Linked DNA regions of Astyanax mexicanus: region 1 is linked to region 2. Evidence: chromatin contacts called from public Hi-C data. All regions are on one chromosome and are shown on one strand. The core of a region is the stretch at or near the end of the contact, and the rest is flanking DNA. Distances in the headings are between cores, read along the strand shown. Region 1 overlaps grk3 (G protein-coupled receptor kinase 3). Region 2 holds the start of grk3 (G protein-coupled receptor kinase 3).

Evidence for each region. Hi-C and Micro-C count contacts between places; a contact is called where the count stands out from the background.
Region 1: a Hi-C map of blood shows a contact between it and region 2, with 2.9 times the contacts expected there. The contact joins the enhancer-like site here to the promoter of grk3 in region 2.

What each region holds. Positions count from the first base shown.
Region 1 is chr20:278,128-283,209 of AstMex3_surface, reverse strand. grk3 (G protein-coupled receptor kinase 3) reads right to left here. Exons shown (of 22, transcript XM_049468552.1): 5 at 3,955-4,029; 6 at 3,395-3,456; 7 at 3,236-3,287; 8 at 2,392-2,483; 9 at 2,190-2,289; 10 at 943-1,021. Among protein-coding and RNA genes, the nearest start is that of LOC103022748, 24 kb to the left of the region's middle. Within about 2 kb of position 2,444, the one cell type or tissue checked has an H3K27ac peak away from gene starts, as active enhancers do.
Region 2 is chr20:245,875-250,497 of AstMex3_surface, reverse strand. It overlaps grk3 (G protein-coupled receptor kinase 3), which reads right to left and starts at 2,949. Exons shown (of 22, transcript XM_049468552.1): 1 at 1-2,949.

The sequences.
Region 1 (5,082 bases), core at 1,195-3,694, 33 kb before region 2:
ATAGGAGGAACATTACTAACAGTGATCTCAGTGATCTGTGCAGAACATCCTGCAGATACATGTGTTTCTGCTTTCTCTCCTGCAGAACTTTCATTTTTCAGCAGGATAATGTTCACCCACACACAGCAAGGGTTTCCCAGGAACACAGTCTCCACCAGATTGCAGCACTTCCTCGTCCTGCAGATCTCCAGATTTATCACCAACCCAGCATTTATGGAGCAGCTGGGACTCTGCTTCAACCTACGAATGTAGAGCTACAGGATCTACAGGCCCAGCTGTAGCAACATCTGTGGGTAAATGTGCTGCAGGATCCATACAGAACCTGTAGAACCTCCAAACCCAACCCTCTCAATCTCATCTTATATCCAGCATAGAGGAACCAACAGAGGCTAAACTAGATTCTCTTTTCAGTTACAGAGTAGTTTCCCCCACTATAAACTCCTCACCCTTTCACTATAATACTGTACTATACTCTAATATATCATTACATTCTGACTACTTACTCTGATGTGTTATTTTTGGTCAGTGAGTGTATTTATAGTACTCTGTAGTTTTCTGAAAGTCAAACTAAGGATTTTAATTAATGATTAATGGAACAGAAAGGTCAGAAGCAGCACAATAAACTGCTGAAACACAGAACTGCAGTCTTATAAGAGCTCTTAGTAAAAGCTAATTGTTTTAACATGCAGTTCCAGCAGTCCTCAGAACAAACCCCGGACCTCTGTAATCCAGGTTGAGGAGTCCAGAGCCGGGGTGATAATTAAAGCAGGAGTAAATGTGAAGAGCTGTACAGGCCTGCGTGATTCTACAGAGGAGGCCTGAGATTAGCGCTTTTATTAGCGTAATCCTGTCAGACTGCAGCGTTTCTGCTGAGCGGATCTGAGGAGCAGAGCGGTTCTGAACATCAGAGACTCAGAGCAGAGAGACGGGTCACTCTCTCACCATTCATCAGGTCCAGGATAAAACACAGTTTATCAGGGGTGTGGAAGGCGTACGTCATACACACAATAAACGGACAGTCCTGCAGAGAGAGAGAGAGAGAGAGAGAGAGAGAGAGCGAGAGAGAGAGCGAGAGAGAGTGAGAGAGAGAGAGAGAGAGAGCGAGAGAGAGCGAGAGAGAGCGAGAGAGAGAGCGAGAGAGAGAGAGAGAGAGAGAGAGAGAGAGAGAGAGAGAGAGCGAGAGAGAGCGAGAGAGAGAGTGAGAGAGAGAGCGAGAGAGAGAGCGAGAGAGAGAGCGAGAGAGAGAGAGAGAGAGAGAGAGAGCGAGAGAGAGAGAGAGAGAGAGAGAGAGATTGAGATTTTATACAGAGGTTCAATAAAAAACATACACTTTTTTAGTTAAGTAGTATAATCAAAGTATTAAAAGCAAGCATTCCTGCAGTAGGGCTGCACAACACTGGTGAAAAACATGACATTGCAATATATGCAACAGAAACCAATATATATTTTGCAACTAGGTCTCTAATAATATTTTTTACAAGATATCTTTAAATTTGGGACACACTAGGCTGTTCTAGTGTTTCAGCTGCATATATGGTGATTGTAAATGAATGTATTTTAGTAGAAAGTAAATATATTAAAGAAGTTTAGTTGGACTGGAGTTTGTCTGGAGTTCTCTTGAGTCTCTGCACGGATCATCTTCATACTAGACTACATACGTCTGCTATGTTTTTGCTGGAGTGTGTGTGTGTGTGGTGTGTGGTGTGTGTGTGTGTGTGTGGGGGGGGGGTGGGGGTGGGGGGGTCGTGTGCAGGTGTGATGGATCACAGTATAAACCAATAGGGAGTCAGAATGGTATATGTTTATACTTCTCTACATCCAACCACCAATCAGATTCACTCTATCTGGATGGAGAGATTTATCTGGATAGGGGTTTTATTGAACGATGAGAAGCCGGAATGAAAACCAGCTGAAGTGAAATAGGAGTGACGAGACTGTTTTTATTAAAATGTAAGGAGGAGAAAGTTCAAATAATTGTGTGAAAATGTAAAATAGTAACTCCAGTAAAATATAAATAGCCTACATTTAACTTAAGTAATGTAATAAAGTATCTGTACTTCATTACTTCCCTCCTCTGGTACTGTAGGAGTGTGTGGAGTGTATAAGCTGTTCTCTGAAACTAGAGGAAGGCTGTGGGGAAGAGTGCAGCTCTGCTGCTTCAGGAGATTATATCTGAACTCCTCACTCACCCCTGTGCTGACCAGCGACAGCATGATTCTCTCATTGAGTGCCAGGGTCTCACCCTGCTTCATCTTAATCCGCTTCTTATCCAAACACTTCATGGCATACCTGTCCGACACAAAACAGCACAGCCAGTAAGAAAATCCATTTCTCTCCAGGAAATTTTCCACCTCTTTATAAAGTCTGTCCTAATTCAGGTTCTGTACTCACATTTTCCCTGTGTCTGCCTTCCTGCAGCCGTACACCTCGCCAAACCCGCCTCTACCGATGATCCGATGAACGCTGAAGTCATTCATGGTTAACTACACAACACAACACCACAAACGAGTTATTAATACTGACTTCTGAGGGTTTAAATCAACGCTTAAATAAAATCCTGCTTTAATCTGAACTCAAACAGACAGTACACTGTAAGCATGGACACAGTGGTTCCTTTCCCTTCTGTTCTATAAAAATTAATCAAAAATATATCAGCCATGTTGTTAAAAAACAGAGGTGGATCCAGACCAGCTTATGGATTCAGTAGAACTGCCCTTTCCTAAGACCTGTGTGTCTCAGACCGCCTTCATTCAGTTTTCATCAAAAATAAAGAAACCAAAGTTACTACGCTCCAGTACGACCCCCGAGAGAGTCAGCACGTACTGCTGTTTTCATTAAAAGAAGATAAAATAATGTTTTAATATAATGTTTTTTATAATATAGTAGAAAAAGTTTATAAACTGATTTCTGGCGGAAATACAATAATAAAAACATGGTAATATTAACACAGAGAAAACTACCTGCTGTAATTAAACACTGGAGATGGAAAGACTTCAAAACTTAGATGAGAAATTTACACGGAAAATGGGCAGGGCTGTTTTCTCATTAAAACATATGGGGATGGGCGGAGCTACATGCTCTCATACTGCAACCAGCGAGCAGAGGCACTAGACCTGCATTAACTCATAATTTAATAAATGATTTTAAGCATTTCTTGACTTCCTGCTGGATCACCTGCCTAAGCTGCTCGTATCATTCTGTCAATCTCACTCTCAACACTCCAAACACAACTCACATGAATATTGAGCTCCACATTCTTCCACTGGCAGAAGCGAGTGAACTTATCACTGTATGGAAGAGAAACAGGGAGGAATGTTAGATAAACTCATGATAAGACAACAGAAACACACACAACATCAACAAGAGTAAAATGTAAGTAAAATATAAGCCACACCTTTCTATGAACTTCTGAAAGATCTTCCCTCGCAGACTGTCACAGATTTCCACAATGTACGGCTGAAGAGAGAAAAGGAGCGACAATGTTGATTATTTCAAATTGTCGACTACAAATTTCATTGTCGACTCATTGCTATTTGTAACAGTGCTGTATTATACAGAATGCTGGGGACAGAAGCGCAATGAGAGATAAATGAGGGTAAATGGCTCACTCACTTACACTCATCTTAATCTGTGTCTCCTAAAGTGCCCAAACTCAACAGAAAAAAGATTTAATCACTAAATATCAGAACTTTCCATGTTTAAACATAATCTAGACAATTAAAGGCCTTTTAAATTTAATGTGCAGCTTTTTCTATCGTTTTTAGAGATGGAGGACATCTCAGAAATAATCACTGACTAGTCGGCTAATCGACTAATCGAAAAAATAATCAGCAGATTAGTCGACTCCCAAAATAATCATTAGTTGTAGCCCTAATAATCACCCGGTTCTACCATACAGCTGCTTTAAAACCCTAAACACATACAGCGTAGTGTGCTTTATTTACTGTCTCTTACCTGAAAGAGGGATGGAGGCACCTGTTTCTTAGCAAGGTGAGATTGGACATGGTCCACTGCTTTCTTAGAGAAGGGCTGTAAGACACACAGACACTGTCAGACCCAGAGCAGGAGGCATTTCTTCAGTAAACACAGAGAAAGCCTCTACACTTATTTCCCCAGCCGTCCTCAGCTGCGTTACGCCGCTGTCTAAATACGTGACAAACACTCAGTCACACAGTCTGTGTGGCCTGAAGGCTGCTGGTACCGTTGTGTTGATCCACCCAGCCTTCCTCCTTTAGAAACCGTCTGCAGGGAGAGTGGATGCTACAGGGTCAATAAGGCAGCGCATGACTGGAGGTCCAGAAAAAGGCTAAATTTAAGTGGAGTCCAGGCTGATTAAGTGGAGAAGAAAAGCCCTGCGGCTTCAAACAGACGTCTCAAAAAAAACAGCGGCAGACAAAAACGACACGCATCAGAACGAGCAGCCGTTTATTTTAATCATGTTTTCACACAACACCACCAAACCTAATCCACCATAATATAGCTGCAGGAAATCTGACTCCGCCTCTCTTACACCTGCAGCCAATCAGTAAAGCATCGCTAGTCAGCATCAGCATCTCGGGCTCTGATACATCAGCTAACAGACGCCTGTACCGACCAGCATCTCTCTCAGACTCCGGCTGCTGATGGAGTCCTGATTTTAATCATTATTAAAAACATAAGACACACATCCCAAAAGCTGGGTAGGAGAAGACAATAAAAACAACAACAATAAATCCCCAACAATTAAACAACTCAAGTAACATAAAGCTGGGATGTGCAGGCAAAATGCATCAGCAGTGGCAGATTATTTCAGATTATATTAAATTTCAGTTTTTCTTGCACATCATCCAGTTAATCAGGACTAAGAAATAGGTTTTCATCCAATTTTTCAATTATAGCCTTATAGCCTAATCAGAATTTCAAGAACAATGAAGTTAGATTTTCAATTTTTTTTTTCCATTTTTTTGTATCTAGTAATACAAATCTGATGGAATCATCTAACTTGCAAAATGCAAAAAATTATCAATTATAAGATAGAGAAAATATTCCTTTTTTAATTTTTCCTGAATGGGTAGAAATAGTTAAAAAAAAAAATTCTTGTGC
Region 2 (4,623 bases), core at 1,700-4,199:
GAGCATCGAGTCCAGCCTGTCGTTTCCCGTCGTTTCCCTTCGTGTCTGCTGCTGTCCAATCTCAAAAAACAGCCATGCTGACAGATCAGACCAGACTCAGACGACGGTAGAGAGCCGGGGAACGGCGGCGAGAGCCTCTCGGACCGTCTCCAAGCGAATAAAAAATGAGAAATCGTAGCATGAACCAGGACAACACTTCCAAAACAATCAATCGATCGAAGCTGGATATGATCGGATCGGAGGAATATTGATTAATGTTTCCTCAGCCCCCCACCCCCTCTCCGTGAGGTTTGTTTTCTGCGAGAACCCACCTGCTGGTTAGGACTGTCAGAACCGAGCTGAGGGAACCAACGTAAATTCACACATGAAAATAGCTGCTGCTGTTAGCTAACGAGCTAATGTGGCTGCTAGCCTGTGCAGCTCAGACACACAAACTGGAGGAGAGTCCACTTCCAACGCCCGCCTCTCTCTATCTATCTCTATCTATCTATCTCTATCTATCACTCTACACAACACAATCTGCACAGCATCAACAACACAGGCTGAGATAATATCTTACATACATTCAGCTATTAAATCTCTATTACAGTGAAACTGGGTTGAGAGTTTGAAGATAAAAAAGATTAAAATGAAGATTAAAGCAAACTATTTAAGAGAAGAGCAAGCCAAGCACAGCAGTAATAAAAAAAATACAGTTTAGCGTGGAAATGGGCGAGAAGCTATAATTCTATTTTGAGTAAATTCAAATTTCCAATGAATTTAGAGACAGACCTACAGAAACAGTGTCAACCTGTTTCCAATTGTACCTAGCTAATAAATGCAATGACGAATTAAACTTTGTTCATCATTCCATATAAAACAAAGAAAAAACACATTAACCTAAAAGACAGCCGATAGTCAGTTAACCTAGCTAGAAAATAATGGCTATTATTAGCTGAGCTGATAAGACATGATCTGTTTAAACAAGTAAGTTAATAAGCCAGCCAACTAACGTCAGCTAGCCAAACAGAGTCAGTCAGTTAGCTTAGGTTATATAGCTGTTATATCCTGCTTTGTAACGTTAGCTAAAGAGCTAAAGCTCTGGTTAAACTGTTTAAATAAAGCTCTGGTTAGGTAGGCTGGTTTGACGGCCTGTTTTAGTGCACTAGCAGATTTCAACCTGTCTCAAAACCTTTCACAAGATCTCTCTAACCAACCAGCAGCTCCATCCATCTAATTTAACATTAAGCTGTCAAAACAGAGCTTCTCCATTTTTCCTCTATTGACAACAGAGAAAGGGACTTTTTACGACTGAGTGGCTGTTGCTGTTCGTGTTTAATCTAAATGTTAAAAGCTCATAGCCTGATTAAAAATATACAAGTCGTGCACTCTTCTTAGCGAGGTTATTAGTTTATATCACTATCGCTTTAAAATTAACTAAGCTAGATTCATATTATTAGAGACGCTACTGATTTATGGCTGAATAATCTTGTGCAACTAATCAACAGATATTAACTTTAACCAGTTAATCCTTTATTATGTAGCTGTAGATATTTGACTGTGAGGAAACCGCTGTAGGCGAACTAAACTAAGCTAGCTATCCAGCATCTTCAACAACTTCAGCTGTCAAACCAGAGCTTCTCCATTTCCTTGCCAACAGAGAGAGAGAAAGGGGTGTTGTTACGACTGACTTTTACAGACTAAAAGAAAGCCTGTGAAAATTACCTAACGTTAAAATATCGTGCAAACTGATTGACGTTAGAGCTTAAACTGTAGAGCTCTCAGTCCCTGTCGAAACTGTTTTAAACTAGCTACAATAATAATAATAAACGACACGACTGTGGCCAGAACTGCAGTCCTACTACTACACCCTCACCACCACACTACAGCTGTATGTCTCCTCTGCAGTATTAGATATTATAGCTGTATATAAATAAGTTTCTACTTTCCTGAATCGTCGCAATAATTATCGAAAGGTATCGTTTAACTGTATTTTACTGCAGATTTAATCGATATACTACCTGGTGAGGAGGGGGAGGGGAGGAGGGGCGCCTGCCTGAAAAGGAAATTAGCCAGCGTTAGTTTAGCTAGCCACTTAGCACGTTAGCATATTAGCATGCTAAGCTAGCTAACGCTCTGCGCGCTTCTCCTCAGAGTTTCTCCTCAGAAATCCTGAGGTAAAAAATGTTCCCTCAGACTCGAGCTCGACCCAGACTGACTTTAATCACACACTGAAAGACGATTTAATTGTAAAACCGTGAACTCCAGCAGCCGGGAGAAGTTATGAGTGATTTAAAGTAGCTAAAACTAAACTAACTCTTGCGGAACTTCATTTTCGAGGCTAGCGCGCTTTAGCTTTCTGGCTCTCAGAGGAAAAACACACGACACCGCCACTTAGCCAATATAATATGATATAACAGGCGGTTAGTTTAGGTTAGTAGTTAGCATGGTAGCTAACTCAGGGTAAATTTAACTAACGAAAACTAGCTACACACTTATATAAGCAGAGTCAGGTCTTCTTCGTTGAGTTTTTATATCGTTAAAAGTCCGCCGTGTTGTGAGATATCCAGAGTTCTCTCTGTGTAAATTCAGCAGCAGTAAAATAAAAACAAGCCCCGGGTTTTCTCGCTTCTCATCCTGACCGAATCTCCCCGAACTCCGCGGTGTAACTCAGCGCAGCCGCGCTCGGGCGGTGAGGCAGTCCGCACACATTACTCCCCGCACACACACCGCACAAATCCCGCACACGCCGGAGCAGCTCAGCCCGGCCGTCACAAAACCTCCACACAGAACAAGCTGTCCATTAACCCGCGCTTCTCTCGCTCTCCTCAGCGGGTCTCTAAACCCCTCAGTGTGTGGATGGATGGGTGGGTGGATGATCGCTGGAGGAGCCGCAGCCGCTCCGCTCTCAGTGAACTGAACTCCAGACTGCAGCCCGCGGACAGACAGCTCTCGGTGCGGGGGGAGCCGCACTTCCTCTCGCGCAGACGCGCTGCAAAACCCGGCACTGGAGCTCCGCCGGGCGGAGGGCTGGAGCCTCGCACAGTCACAGATTATTATTATTACAATGAACATTTAATATAAAGCCTTATATCTCTAAATCTAAACACAAACACTAATATTACATATAATTTACATTTATCTGACGATCCTATTTAGAGCTTTTTCATGTGTATCATGTTAACATGTTATATATATACAGCTCTTGAAACAAAATAAGAGAGCACTTAATTTTTTTTTATTTTACCAAAATGAAAACCTCTGCAATATAATCAAGAGGAAGATGGATGATCACAAACCATCAAATCACCAAACTGAACTGCTTGAATTTTTGCACCAGGAGTAAAGACTTCTCCAAAAGCAGTGTGTAAGACTGGTGGAGGAGAACATGATGCCAAGATGCATGAAAACTGTGAAAAACTGTTAAAAACCAGGGTTATTTCACCAATATTGATTTCTGAACTCTTTATGAACTGACAACATTTCTCCCACATTACCAATAAAAAAATTTCCATTTAATAAAATATACCATTTAAAAAATGGTAAAATAAAGAAAAAATGTAGTGCTTTCAGAAGAAAACAAGTTCATATTAATGTAGAAACAACAATACTTACGTCAATCAATAATTGGCAGTATAATCCTGGCAGAATAATCCTGATTTTTTTGTCTCAGTTTTAATGCATCTTGGCATGCTCTGAACCAGTCTTGCACACTGAAATTTGGGTAAACTAAGGCAAGTTTAACAGCAACAACTTTAGCAGATCACCGGCTACAGGCCTTCAGCCCTGCCCAGCATTATTACTGTATCAATAGCATCACTACTCCTGTGTTAGCCTCACACAGCACTGCTACCCCAACATTATTCACAAGCCATGCTGATTACGGACCTTCACTTCTAAACCCTAGTAAATATCTGGTCTGCATCTTAAAGCAGGATTACCTAAAAAGATATATGTGGCATATTTTATGCCACAGCACCTTTTTTCAAAGTAACGTTCCTTTCTATTCTTTAAACATCATTAATTCATTCAATACAGCCAATGGTGATCTGGCAAAACTGGGCTTGCTTCATTTTTCCTCATTAATGTTAGCAGTTTTCATCTGTATTTGATTTTATTTATGCTGTAATGTGTGACTTTGCATCATGGGGTTATTTAAGAGATTTATTTATCCACACGTGTAGGTGAATGTCAGGAGTCAGGAGTCTAGGCCTAGGACTCTTATTGTGTAGAGCTGTACAACAGTGGTGTCAATCCACAAACTGCCACAAACATGTAAAACATGAAAAAATACATCAGCTTAAAACTTATACTAATTTCCGAAATTGAGCTAAACTACTTAATAAATGTTAAAATGTTTTTTACGCATTTTATGAATTTTATAATAACGCATTAACTCTTAACCCCTGTGAAACACGTGCTTGTGTTTAGCGTGGTGGCGCTGCTCGTGGCGCCCTCTGCTGGACAGTGAGAACACGCCCTGTTTATGATTCAGATCAAACTGATCCGATTCAAAGTTTAAAAACACAGTAAAATCTCTTTTAATATTTTTTTTGGATCATGACACATTAAAAATACTGAGTTAATAATTAAAGATAACTGTATTATCACACAACTACTGAGCCAGTAATGTTAGATGCCTAT